2 separate regions of the Mus musculus genome follow, and region 1 is linked to region 2. A link is a contact called in public Micro-C data. All regions are on one chromosome and are shown on one strand. The core of a region is the stretch at or near the end of the contact, and the rest is flanking DNA. Distances in the headings are between cores, read along the strand shown. Region 1 overlaps Ank3 (ankyrin 3, epithelial). Region 2 overlaps Ank3 (ankyrin 3, epithelial).

Region 1 (6,480 bases), core at 300-2,799, 82 kb after region 2:
CTGACAGAATTCAGGATGGTTATTATTCATATGGCTCTCCTGGCCCTATGGCTCACACCTACCTACAGGAGACCCTAAGGGTCTGTGCGTATGGAGGGTACTCTGTACTTGATGAGAAGGGCCTGCAGACTGAGACAGTGTTCCTGAGGTTGAATTTCCTTCTGAATTTCTGACCTCCTGGCCTTGGTGTTCAATGGTTACCAACTGCTCCTTGCTTTTTCCTTCTTGGGAGAGATATGGCTCTGTCCTCAGTCTGCCAGGCTGGTGCAATGGGCCACAGATCTTAGTCCCACAGAGGTTCACTCTCAGACAACCCAGACTTATACAAAACATGTGATGAAAGGATGAGACTCTGTCACAAGGTCCTATGGATACAAAGCAATATGAGAAGCCAAAGGAAGATAGTGGTATACTCAGAGCTTCTGAAAGCAAATGCTCTGAGAGATACAGGAACACAGATCTACTATTTGAAAACACAAAGTTACCATTTCAGGCTCCTTTGTTCATCTGCTCTTCCTCTTTTCCTCTTTCCCTGTCTTTCCTTCTCTGTCTACTGAGAGTCCAGTAGGATTAGTCCAACCAAAGCATCATTTAACTCACCATACATGTACAGAAGAGCAGTCATGGCCGTCCTAGAGTCTTAGAAAGCTTGCTAGACTCAGAAAAGAAAATGGTTTGTTTGCTCACTTATATCTCCTACTTGTTAATAGGTCCCGGGTGCTCTTCATTTGGAATTGTGATGGGGGAGGGGGAAATGCACTCTCCTCCGAGGGTGGCAATAGTCACCTCATCTGTGTGTGCTGGGAACTTGACCTAAGAGTTGGTGATGTCCCTAGCCAGTCTAGACATCCTCTCTGTCTTTCGCTTTTAACTGTTCCTCTTTCCGCCCATTCCTCCCTCCCTGCTCCTTTCTGGCTTCCAAAAGCAAAGCTTTCAGTAAGACTTTATTATGGGAATTGTCCTTTTCAGACTTCCTTTAAAATTTGTGACTAATTGTAATTCACAGTTCAAATGAGCAGGAGAAGAAATAAATGACCATAATGTACCCACATTTTACCTTGACATGGGACACACTTTTAATCTTAAACGCATTTTGGAAGAACTTTCATGTGTTGTCAGTTGAGCTCTTAGTTTTGTAACCCTATCAGAAACCAATTTTGAAACTCTGGAAACATACCTTTCCACAGCCCCCTCCCCGACACACATACACTTCTAGGACAATCCCATGAGACCTTGAGGCTGCTGACAGTTCATCCTCCGCCCCCTGTGGCTGCTCAGTGCTCTCTTAAGGTCCCTGGGTCTCATTCACCAGAACTTCCGTGGTTGGTGCTCATTTCTTTATCCGAGCCTACAGTTTCTTCCCGAGACACTGCTGTTCAGCTGAGCTGAGCTGAGCACTTTGACCGGGATGCAAATAATGCAAACATGTGTCATTTTATTTTCTCACCTCCCAGAGGGACCTTCCCACACGCTTCTGCCCCTGGATGGAGTGCTGTATGACTGTGAATAATTCACTGGGGTGAATAATTCTGCATTTGGCAATCCTATGACAAAATGAGTCCCGTGAACACAGCAGATGTACATTCTGAGTGGCTGCCATCAGCGTGCATCTGGGGAGTTATTTACTGGTTATTGGCAGATTCGGGGGAGGGGAATGGGGGAGGCAGAAGAGCCAAGGACTCTGCTCTCTCCTCCTTTCTTTTTCTGACAATTGCCCCAGGACGGAACCTTCTCAGTCTGAATCCTTCCATGGAACTCTTAGAGGGAAACGTTTATGCTCCTGGTTTTCCCCTGAACCAGGAGATGCGGGCCCTGCCCTGGCCATTATATAAACTCCAGTCACTCATAGGAAAACAGTCGAGGCCAAGCTCTGTGGCCTCTGTGTGGCATTGTCCAGCTTTACCCAAGTGAATTGGGGGGATTTTTCGCTCTGAAACTTGGAGAGCAGCTTAAGTAATTGGAGCTACATTATTCCTCCTGGAGCCTGCCAGGTCAGTAGCCCCAATAAAGCATGGAAGGATACAGGGAACCCAAATGGGCAATGGTAGGGACACACCATCATATCTTTGTCCCTGTGCTGACACTGCAGAACTCCATGCCTCCTGTCTGCTGTGGTCCTGCGGGAGACAGTGCTTGTGCCTCATCTGCACTCCTCACACTGAAGTCTCCCTTCCCGTTTGCCTGTCTTCCTGTATCTTTGATCACAATAAGACTGACGTGCAGTCAGAACATCTTCCTGAATTGTAGCATCACATATCTCCCATGTTGCTAGTGCTGGGCAAGAGTGAGCAGCTTGGCCTTGTCTGGAGGCTTCAAAGCACAGGCCTTTGAAGTCATGACTCTTTTTTGGCGATGTTGTTGCGATTCCTCCTGTGTTCCTAGTCTCCTATGTCCCCTCCCTGCTTGCCCTAGCTTGCTTTCTGTCACTATAATAAAGACCACGACCAAAAGCAACATTTGGTGAAAAGGTTTGCAGTCCATCATTGAGGGAAGCCAAGGCAGGAACTCTAACAGGGCAGGAACCTAGGAGCAGACACGGCAGCGGAAACTATAGGGGAACACTGCTTCCTGGTTTGTTCTCCAGGGCTCATGCAGTTTGCTTACTTATACCACCCTGGACTATCTGCCCAGGAGTGATGTCCTTAATCAAGAAAGTGCTCCACAAATTTCCCCACAGGAAATCTCTCAATTGAGGTTCCATCTTTCTAGATGACTCTAGCTTATGTCAAGGTGACAACTGACTGGGACACTGCACTAAAAATATAAAATAAAATAAAATAAAATAAAATAAAATAAAATAAAATAAAATACCAGGCCCTTCTCAGAAGCATGCATCCAGCCATGCTCTAAGACTCAGAGTTAGCAGCCTACACTCAAATGTTTGCTCAAGCTCCCAATATATATATATATATATTTAGATGCATATATAGATATTTAGATAGATAGATAGATAGATAGATAGATAGATAGATAGATAGATAGATATTTAGGTACTTATATATGTATATATTTAGATACATATATAAATATATATATTTATATTTTGATACATAGAAATATATATATAGATAAATATATAAATGTATTTAGATACATACATACATACATGATCACCTTCTTGCCTTGCCCATCCCTAATCATAAGTGACAAACCATAATGTAACTTTGACTTTCTTTACCGTAATACTTGGTATATAGTAAGCCCCACATCTAGCCTCACAGTTGATATACATGAATAGTAAATCCTTTAGCTGTCAGCTGTGTAGCCTCAGCACAGTGGCTGCCTTCCGGTCCTTCCTAGGAAGATGCTTGGTGACTAGACCACGCCTTTTCCCCTCTCCCTCTTTCTTGCCTGTCATTTTCTTACTGTTTCCCCTCTAATTCTCCACCTTCCATGAGACTTGGCTAGAGATCCTTGCTGTTGAAAACTTTCTCCTATAATTCTGGTGCAACTGGAAGGACAAACAGTCATGGTATGCATTTAATGTCTCCCTCAGCCTCACTCCAACTCAAACCATGGGTATTTTTATATCTGTGCCTCTGTTTCTTTGTATTCAGTCAGAATTAAGGTGGCTTTTAACAGTCATCCGCATTCAGAGAGCCGAGTTATTTTTGAATCGGTCTTTATGAGAGGCACTGACTGTGAGCCAAGCGTTAAGGATTGGGATTTTATGTAATGGGAAGGAGTGTGTGTGTGTGTGTGTGTGTGTGTGTGTTTGAAAAAAAGATGATTCTAGACACAGTCCTCCACAAATGCGTTTCCCCGAGTTGTTGTGTTTGAGACATCAAACAGCCCTTCCTGATCAACCTTTGCTCGTTACGGTTGTGGATATTTCTTTTGTGAGTTGCCTGCCAGAGTAACAACACTGGAGGTCTTTGTACCCCTCCTGAAGTCGATGGAATCAGGCTGTCTGGTCGGATAGACATCTTGCAGAATGCAATCTGCTCTCCCAGTTCTTCGGGTTGAGTTCATGAGAGTATGGCTTACAGGAAAGGTTGAAGTTCAAGTAGCAGTGAAAAGCCCTGTGGAACCACGACCAGTCTGTACCCATCATGCTTTGCTCTCCTTGCCTTCTGGGAACAGCTGTGCTGCTCAGCTGTGAGGGGTGGTGTTCGTCCTCTCATCTGCTTCTCTCATGAGTCACCTAATTTCCATTTGCTCAGTGATCACAGAGTGTGGCTGCCACAAGTTCAAGTTCATGCTGGAGTAGGAGAGAGATGGGAATCTGCAGAGGTGAGGTACACAGTGCCTGGATGGGAGTGTGGGTCTGTGTGTGTATGCTTGTGTGTCTCGGTATGTATCTATGTGTGTGTGTATGTCTGTGTGTATGTGTCTGCTTGTGTGTTTCTGTGTGTATCTTTATGTGTGTACGTGTATCTGTATATGTGTGTATATATGTTTGTGTACATGTATGTATGTCTGTATTTGTGTATTGGTATGTGTGAGTGTGCCTGTGCGTGTGGTCTGTGTGTCTGTGTGTGTGTGTATGTGTGCCTGTGGGTATGTGGTGTATGTATGTGTGTCTGTGTGCATGTGTGTATCTGTGTGTGTGCATGTGGGTCTGTGTGTGTATGTCTGTATGTCTCTGTATGTATATGTGTTGAGTACCTCTGTGTGTATATCTGTTTGCGTGTCTCTGTATGTGTCTGTGTTGTGTACCTCTGTGTATGTGTCTATATGTATCTGTGTGTGTGTGTGTTCCTGCTTTATAACCACCTTATGCCTTATTCCTTTGAAGCCTAGTTTTTCAGTGAACCTGAGATTTACAGGTCTCTTGCCTAGGCTGGCTGGCCAGCAAGCCCCAACAGTCCCCTTGTCTCCACCCCGCACAGCCAAATGCACAGGCACCACCCAGCTTTTGGTGCAGATGCTGGGACTTTGACCTAAGGTCCTCATGACTGTGCGGCAAATGCTCTTACCCACTAAGCTGCCTTTCCAGCCCTGCTGTCTTTCAAAGCTTGAGTCCACCAGTTCTCCATCCTTCAGCGGGGAATGAGTATCTGACTTTCCACTCTCATTGCCAGTAGGGTAGATCCATCCCATGCATGTCTGTGTACCAGGCGTATTGTGCCTGTCTGACCTAGATGAGTCTAATGTGAATTAGTTTCTCGTGTGGCCTTTGAAGTCTGTACATCTTCTTTTAGGGATAACTTTCTGTAAAATTAAAAATATAATACAAAATCTCATGAGAGTAACAAAGAAAAATTTACTCTATCACCTTACTGCTGTGACCTGGAAGTTTTCAGATGTGGGGTCCCTATTCTGTATGAAGCCCTTCCAGTATAATATCCTATGGAGGTGACTCAGCCCTGTGACATGAGTAACATGTTCTTATTTAACATCAAATGTAACACTTCTACATGGTGGACCGAAAAGTAAGGTTAAAAAAAGGACAAACCGGAAGAAGTCTGTGTAACTGTTAAGAAGAGCCTGCGGCTCTTAAACACTAAATCCCTAGACCTGAGTAATTTGTTAATGTGTTTCTGAGCTAGAGTGCAAGCCCAGGGCTGTCTTAATCCAGGGGGTCCACAATCACATTCTCCCTTGGAAGTACTGACAAATGCCAGTACTACCAGAAACAGAAACAGCTAGTTAATAATTTCTTTCGTGTGTGTGTGTGTGTGTGTGTGTGTGTGGTGAGGGAGATTGAGATTGTATGTAAATACAGTCGTGTGTGTGTGTGTGTTAGAAAAAGAGAGAGAGAGAGAGAGAGAGAGAGAGAGAGAGAGAGAGAGAGAGAGAGAGAGAGAGGTATTGTTTTAACTGGAGTCCCTCTTATCAGAAGACTCAAGCTGTGTCAAGTTGACAAAGAAAAAAAAGGGTAACCAGCACACTTCTTTTCGAATCTGACCCATGTTCCTGGGATGAAGTCTAACTTCATCCATCAGGACAGTTAGCCAAGCAAAGAATAGAAAACCCTCTTTGTAGACAAATTTAATTTTCTTTTCTAAATTGAATATCTTCCTCCTGCATATGTTCATACTTATCTTCATGAAAATTCAACCAAACTGACATTTCCCTAGAAAGTATTCACATAAATCTTTTACACTGAATTTAGGTGATAAGAGTAAGCATATATCCTGTGTAGAGTGATGGCTGTGAGTGGCTCTCCCTGAAATCCATGAGACATTTGAGCACCTGAGAGTGTGCAGGGAACTTGGAAGATACATCTCTTACATGTGTAGCGTGCTGCATCTGTTGATAGGGACTTAAAAATAATAGATGGTCTTAAGTTATTCCAAAGAACAGTTATCATGAGTCTATTGGAAAGCAAGAGAAGCCAGACCAGCAGGGCTGAGAAACATGAAGCAGCAGACACCGCATCAAGGGTGAGGGCCCTGAGGGTCAGAAGATAGATTCTGTGTAGCTCAGACCGCCAGTCTTTTCCAGGAGAATAAGCATGTGTAATCAGTAAGTGGGAGAAGTTCCTCTGGCTTAGGGCAAGAAACATGAGGCTCAGCTCTCTCTGTGTATGTGTGT
Region 2 (7,320 bases), core at 3,155-5,654:
AGCCCCTGATTCACTGATGCCCCCTCACAGCCTTTTCAAGAACCTTCTTCCCACACCATCCCTTGTCCCCTGGGTTCTTGTACTAACTCTTCTGAGACTCCACCCATCTTCAAGGACAAGAAGGTGAATGTCAACTAGACCATTCCCTTCCATTCCTGGCCTCTCCCTCTTGCCTGAGCTGACCGACGATATTATTTCTTTATTTTTGCATAAACCTTCAGAGCTAGCAGGCTTGCCAAGACTCTCTGACCGTTGAGAGTGTTCTGCATAACGGTGGAAGGCTCCTGGGGCGCTCAGTACAGACTGGAAAAGCCTGTGTGCTGGTGTTATAATTAACTGGATTTCTTCCTGCAGAAGTGAAAATTACTGCAGTGTATTTAGATTCTCACAAGAGTTGTTGAGCCTGGGTGAGGGATGGATTTAGGAAGAAATTGAAGTTCAGTTATGAGGCATCAGAGCTTCAGAGTGTGAGGACTTTTGAGGTCACCCATTTTCTTCAGAAGAGAACCGAAGGAGGGGGCAGGGGGGCGGGGAGGGGAGAACATGGCCCTGAACCACACAGCCAGGCTTACCATCATCCCAGGAGGCAACTCCTCTCAGAGAAATGACTCAACTCTGTCTCTGCTTTTCAGTAGAAGTTGTGTGTGTGTGGGGGGGGGGGCACAGGCATGTGTGTGTACATGTGGCAGGTAGGGGTGTTTTCCTGTGTGTGTATGTTGACATCCGGGGTGTTTTTTAGACAGGATCACTGAAGCTGGAGTTTGAGTTTCAGGTAGACCTGACCAGTGGACCGCAATATCCTCTCATCTCTGCCTCCTCAGCATTGAGGATACAGGAGTTCCACACCAGTGCTGGGGAATCCAACTTGTGTCCTCCTGCCAGGCAGCAAGCACTTTACCCACTGAGTGTCTCTGCAGGCAACATCTTTGTATATTTCTGAATCTTGTTTTGCTTTGTCTTTCTTCACTTTGTTTGGTTTTGAAACAGGGTATCAACCTTAGCCTAGACTGGCCTGGAACTTACAGCAATCCTCCTGCCTCTGTCACCCAAGTTCTGGGATTGCAAACGTGAGGCACCATGCCTACATAGAGGACCAGCTTTGTCTAGAATTTGCTTTTATCCCCAGACTGGATGATATCCCTGAGGCGCACCGGGGCCTCCATAGTACCTGGTGCCATTGCTAAAGGACTACAAATAAAAGTTCTCCAAAACCAAACCAAACCACAACAAACAAAAACCAGTCTGTTTTCTCCCATTTGCATAACAGAATCATTCTACCATTTTCAAGTCTCATTGGTCTCTGTGTGTATGGGAATCTCACAATAGGAAAAGCCACACGTTCATTAGGGCAATCAGGGTGCCTCCTACAACCTAGAGATCCTGGGGGGGGGGGGGGCTTCTGAAAAGGCTGCAAAGCCCACTCCTGTTGTCCCAGGGATCTTCAAAGACACGTTCCTTTTGCCCAATAGCTGACGTGATTTTTCTCCCAGCCTAAAACTTGTATGCCTCTTACTCTTGGTTCTTGCTTGTTTATAGCAGCAAATGATGAGGTCTGGTGGCCTGGGGCATTAAGACTCTCAGCTTGCCTGCATTTCTCCAGCTTCTGCACTGCAGAGAGCTCCATCTTCCTTCCTGGTGTGTTTACTGCCAGCCACCTGAGATGCCATGGAGGCTTGTCCCGGTCTCTCACTCTGTCTTATACAGAAACCATTTGGGGGTTTGGACTCAATTCCCCCCCACCTTTTCTCACATTTAACATCCAGTTAGCCATTATCATGAGGTTCTTCACAGCTCAAAATGGTTTGTGGGTTAACATTTCCATGTTCCTTACACCCCCCTACATTTTAAATAAGGCCCTTTATAGCTTTAGCTCAAGAACTAGGGTACCAGATGTTGGCGCTGCAAGAACTGTCTTTGGAGGATTTAATTGGGATGTGGTACTGCAGATTCTATTGGCGGAGTGAATTTCAGCCTAAGCCGTGCACCTTATCCTTGAAATACATGCAAACAGCTGGCAAGAGTGACTCCCTAGACCATTGGTTCTCAACCTTCCTAATGCCACAACCCTTTAGTATACTTCCTCGTGTTGTGGTGATCCCCCAACTGTAACATTGTATTTGTCGCTACTTCATAACAGTAATTCTGCTACTGTTATGAATCATAATATAAATACTTTTGGAGATAGACGTTTGACAGAAGGGTCATAACCCACAGGTTGAGAACCCCAGCCCTAGACAGTCACATGCATTTTGTGGGAGTACCAAGCCACACTATTTTATGCAAGAGCAGTTGTTGAGCCTATCCTTAGGGCAAGACTAGATACCTTCCTATCAAATTTGAGTTCGAGATCCCTGAAGCATCTGTCCCCGACCCCTCCTCCCCTGTGCAACAATTCCAGTTCCTTGGGCAAGCAACTCTTTTTTTTTTTTAATCTTTTTTTTTTAAAGATTTATTTATTTATTATATGTAAGTACATTGTAGCTGTCTTCAGACACTCCAGAAGAGGGAGTCAGATCTCGTTACGGATGGTTGTGAGCCACCATGTGGTTGCTGGGATTTGAACTCTGGACCTTCGGAAGAGCAGTCGGGTGCTCTTACCCACTGAGCCATCTCACCAGCCTGGCAAGCAACTCTTTAGCTAAATGAGGACATCCCGAATGTCATCTCTTGTCTGTCTTTAAAGAACTCAGTTGGCTCATGCCATCCCAGTCAGTGCCCTGCCCACCACTGCCAGGTGGGTTTCCGGTTTCAATTGTTTCTTAAAACACGGCACTCAATCGCCATTGGTTATCAGGCCAATGCCAGATTCCCGGGGAATCTGACTCCTTTTGGGGACATCTACTGATACTAACACAAATTGGGATTGTGTTGGCGTCTAGCCACGTGCATACAATATTAGTGAATTCTGACAGCATGTGTGCTTTAGGGTGGCTTTGGTTCCGTGAAACAGAGGTTTTATAGGCCAGAAAGTGTTCAGGGGAGGGAAAGAAAACTGTACAAAGTCTGTCACAGGAGAGGGATTCAGCTGACGGTGGTGCATGCTGGGTATTCTGCCCCCCAGTGCGGCTGCAACTGTCTGGATGGAGCTGAGACCGGTAGCAAGGTAGCAAGATAATTCTTTATTCACCACAGTGGTTGCACAGTCTGATTGGACTTGATGCAACATCAAAAATAGGAGTTATCAAAGACATAGATCCATGTGCACCCAGGGCTGCTATCAAGTGACAAGGTCGTCTACCGACTAAGAGACCTATCTGGAAATCATCTGTCTGGCATGGAATTTCTTTTTTTTTTTTTTTAAAGATTTATTTATTATTATATGTAAGTACACTGTAGCTGTCTTCAGACACACCAGAAGAGGGAGTCAGATCTTGTTACGGATGGTTGTGAGCCACCATGTGGTTGCTGGGATTTGAACTCTGGACCTTCGGAAGAGCAGTCGGGTGCTCTTACCCACTGAGCCATCTCACCAGCCCATGGAATTTCTTTTATCTTCAATTGTCTTTAAAAGTCTTAGAACCTGGGGCTCAGTGGTTAAGAGCACTGACTGCTCTTCCAGAGGACCTGAGTTCCATTCCCAGCAACCACGTGGTGGCTCACAACCATCTGTAATGGGATCTGATGCCCTCTTCTGGTGCATCTGAGGACAGTGACAGTGTACTCATATAAATACAATAAATAAATAAATAAATAAATAAATAAATAAATAAATAAACCTTTTTTTTTTAATCTTAGCAGCTGTTCACATTTTCTTGCTGTGCCTGTGACAAACCCCGTGATCAGAAGAGGAAACTTAGGCTGACGCTTCCAGCTCAGAGTCCGTCTCGAAGTGAGGGCAGAAACTGTGAGGAACCCTGCTTGCTAGCTTACTTGCTCAAGCATTCATTATTAACTCTCTCATTCAGCCCCATAGCACCTGCCTAGGGACGACATTTCCCCCCAAAGCTTGCCTATATCAGTTAGCAACCAAGACACACATGGGTGTGAGCAATGAACCCTGCGCCTCTGCTGGTCCATATGATGGGAGCAGACAAGGGGTCCCTCCTCCCGCCGAGAAAGGAATAGGTGCCGCTGGTGACCTACGAATCTCTCAGATGCTTTGGTTTCTTTGGGGGGAGCTTTACACTCAATGCTGTTTTAAAGTAAACATGCCCCGAAAAGAACAGAGGTTCACCTGGAACGCATGTTTGCACGAATCAAAGCTGGAACACTAGTGACTTCTGGAGGTGGAGAACGCTCTGCCAGAGTCGTTGCAGGCGGATGAATTCTGAATCCTTTCCACTGGAGCTTTTTTGTAAAGGTTGGAGCTGTACTAGGGGCATCTAAGGCTTTGTCTCAGGCTGGACACAGTCCCAGGTTGCATTATGAGTCTGGCTGTTTTGCTCAACTGTTCCACAAGGGGGCAGTGCAGGAAAGCCAGCAACTGATCTGAGGAGGCTTTCCAAAGAATGTGGCACTCCTTCTCCTCTGGAAGAGATTGTTTCCTGATCTAGAGATTGAGGGTAAACTGAATCCGAGCTCTTAAGAAACAAACACAGAGCGGGCAGTGGTGGCGCACGTCTTTGATCCCAGCACTTGGGAGGCAAAGGCAGGTGGATTTCTGAGTTCCAGGCCAGCCTGGTCTACAGAGTGAGTTCCAGGACAGCCAGGGCTACACAGAGAAACCCTGTCTCAAAAACCCAAAAAACAAAAACAAAAACAAAACAAAACAAAAAAGAAATAAACACAGACAGAGACAAATACAGATACTAGCACCCAACCAATGGACAGAAGCGGGGACCCCTGTGGTTGAATTGGGGGAAAAGCTGGAAGAAGCTGAGGAGGGTGACCCTATAGGAAGACCAACAGTCTCAACTAATCTGGACTCCCGAGATCTCTCAGACACTGAGCCACCAACCAGACACCATAAACTAGCAGGTCCGAGGCCACATATACAGCAGAGGACTGACTGGTTAGGCCTCAGTGAGAGAAAATGCACCTAACCCTCGAGAAATTTGCGGCCTCAGGGAGTGGGGAGGCCTGGCAGGGTGTGGGATGGGTGTGGGTGTGTGGGGAGATACTCTTGGAACAGGGGTTGGGGGGTTGGGGGAGAGGTTTTGAGGCAAGTGTGGGGGGACTGTCAGAGGGCAGACCTGGAAGGGGATAATGACTGGACTGCAAAAAAAAAAAAAAAAAAAAAAAAAGATTAAGGACTTTTTTAAAATGTAAAGCATTAAAAAGAAACAAGAACTAAACACAATATGGAATTTGATAGCATTATACATTTTTCCTTTGTTTGTATTCACGATACTCCCTGACTAGGGAGTTCATGTGCACTGCTCAAAGGTTGACTACATACTGTGTCCAACAGTACTGTCATTAGACAGTTGCTCTCATACTGTATATACAAGGTACATACTGTATATACATATATCACATATAGGCTATTATACAGGCTTTCATATGTACATGAAAATCTGATTCATGTTTCAATTATCCAATTTTTGTGGTGCTGAAATCAGGACAAATATTCATAAATAAAAGTAAATCCATTTTGTCTTGTCATGAAGTGTAAGGGTGGGCTAGAGAGGTGACTCAGAGGTTAGGAACACTTATGGCTTTTCCTGAGGACCTGGGTTTAATTCCTAGCACTTACATGGCAGCTTACAATCACCTGAGTCCATTTTCATGGGATCTAGCACCCACCTCTGACCTCTGAGGGCGATAGACATTCAAATGCTACACACACACACACACACACACACACACACACACACATGTGCGCGCAAGCAAACATGCATTCACATAAAGTGAAATTTAATTAATAAAAGAAAATTGAGGTCATCACAGTATTTTCAAGATATACTTCATACCATGTTTTAATGCAGAAGTGATAAATTTAAATAATGCTGCTGATAGCATGCTTGCACACAGACCTCTTCTTATTCTGCAAAGAAACTTCACATCTACTATCTTACTTGAACCCACAGCCCTCATGTGATGGACATAGGGCATGCAGTTGTAGCTGGTTTTGATTTATAGAGAAAGCACCTGAGCTATGACAGGCTGAGTGATTTCTAACCGAACAGGCTGGTGAGCTGACTCGGCCACTAAGGGTGTTGGCTGCTCTTCGAAAGGACCAGACTTGGGTTCCTAGCGCCCATGTTAGATAACTAACTGCTACCTGTAACTCCAGCTCCAGGGACCCAATTTCCTTCTTCTGACTTCCGTTGGCAGACAAACACACTCACTGACACATGTTAAAATAAGTCTGAGGAGGAGGAAGAAGAGGAAGAGGGTTAAAAGGAAATTAAGCCAACATGGAAGCCAGGAACTGTCTCCCCAAGTCAGTGCTCCACTATTCCGAAGCCTTGACTGGTCATCTTCTTTTCACCCCTAAATTTACCCTACTTATGGGGTCAGGTATGTGGGTCGGTGGACACAGTGCTTTCCTGGCATGCATGAGGATCAAGTCCCTAGCCCCAAATTTTATTTACCTCAAAGGAAAATGTCTTACTTGATAGCAATAAGGGGTAAAAAAAAAAATTTACCCCACACAGAATAAGTGGTACTTCTGTGCAGATTAAAAAAAAAATTCTATAAATCATATGAAGTTTCTCTTTAAAAAAAACAAAAACAAAAAACCAAGCCATTTTGTTACAAAAAGTCGATCTGATATGGTCAAATAACTTAGATAACTTTTTGTTTATTTGTTTGTTTGTTTGTTTTTGTTTTTTGAGACAGGGTTTCTCTGTGTAGCCCTGGCTGTCCTGGAACTCACTTTGTAGACCAGGCTGGCCTCAAACTTGGAAAATCGCCTGCCTCTGCCTCCCAAGTGCTGGGATTAAAGGCGTGCGCCACCACACCTGGCTTGGATAACTAACTTAAAAAGCAAAGTGGTTCATGATGGTTTATAGCTTCAGAGATTTCAGTCCCGGCTCAGGTGGCCCTGTTGCTAGGAAGCCTGGGAAAAGGAAGATCCGGGTGTCAGGAAGTAAGAGTGTAAAAAGGGTCTGGGTTAGTGTCCTGGCTTGCTGCCTGATGACTAGAAAGCAAAATTAAAAAGAGGGAGAGACCTGGACCCCGCAGTTCCTTTCAGGGGCAGGCTTCCAATACAGTAGTGACACCCTTCCCACAACTTCCCCCCAGTCTCTTAATGGTGACATAGGATGGGACCAGCCTTGGACATGAGTCCTTAGGCGGGTATTGTGAACCTAATTTGCAAGACATCAGCAAGGATGCTAGGCAGATGCATTGGTCAGAAAATTGTAATGATGTCAAGGCAGGAAACAGAGGCAGCTAGCACAGGGAGACCAGGGAGAAGGCTCTCACTCAGTCCTA

The links. Hi-C and Micro-C count contacts between places; a contact is called where the count stands out from the background.
Region 1: a contact with region 2 is called in a Micro-C map of MC3T3-E1-derived osteoblasts, with 2.2 times the contacts expected there. The contact joins two enhancer-like sites. A contact is called at or near these places in 1 of 39 promoter capture datasets (the 3T3-L1 cell line), 1 of 15 datasets of contacts at CTCF or cohesin (the NIH/3T3 cell line), 12 of 484 Hi-C or Micro-C datasets (the 3T3-L1 cell line, the C3H10T1/2 cell line, MC3T3-E1-derived osteoblasts and 6 more) and 2 of 115 datasets of contacts at active chromatin or transcription factors (differentiating embryonic stem cells and neural progenitor cells).

Annotation. Positions count from the first base shown.
Region 1 is chr10:69,742,867-69,749,346 of GRCm38.p6, forward strand. All of the region lies in intron 1 of Ank3 (ankyrin 3, epithelial), which reads left to right. Among named protein-coding and RNA genes, the nearest start is that of Gm33416, 120 kb to the right of the region's middle. Within about 2 kb of position 1,550, at least 57 of the 459 cell types and tissues checked have an H3K27ac peak or open chromatin away from gene starts, as enhancers often do.
Region 2 is chr10:69,658,142-69,665,461 of GRCm38.p6, forward strand. All of the region lies in intron 1 of Ank3 (ankyrin 3, epithelial), which reads left to right. Among named protein-coding and RNA genes, the nearest start is that of Gm33464, 99 kb to the left of the region's middle. Within about 2 kb of position 4,405, at least 29 of the 459 cell types and tissues checked have an H3K27ac peak or open chromatin away from gene starts, as enhancers often do.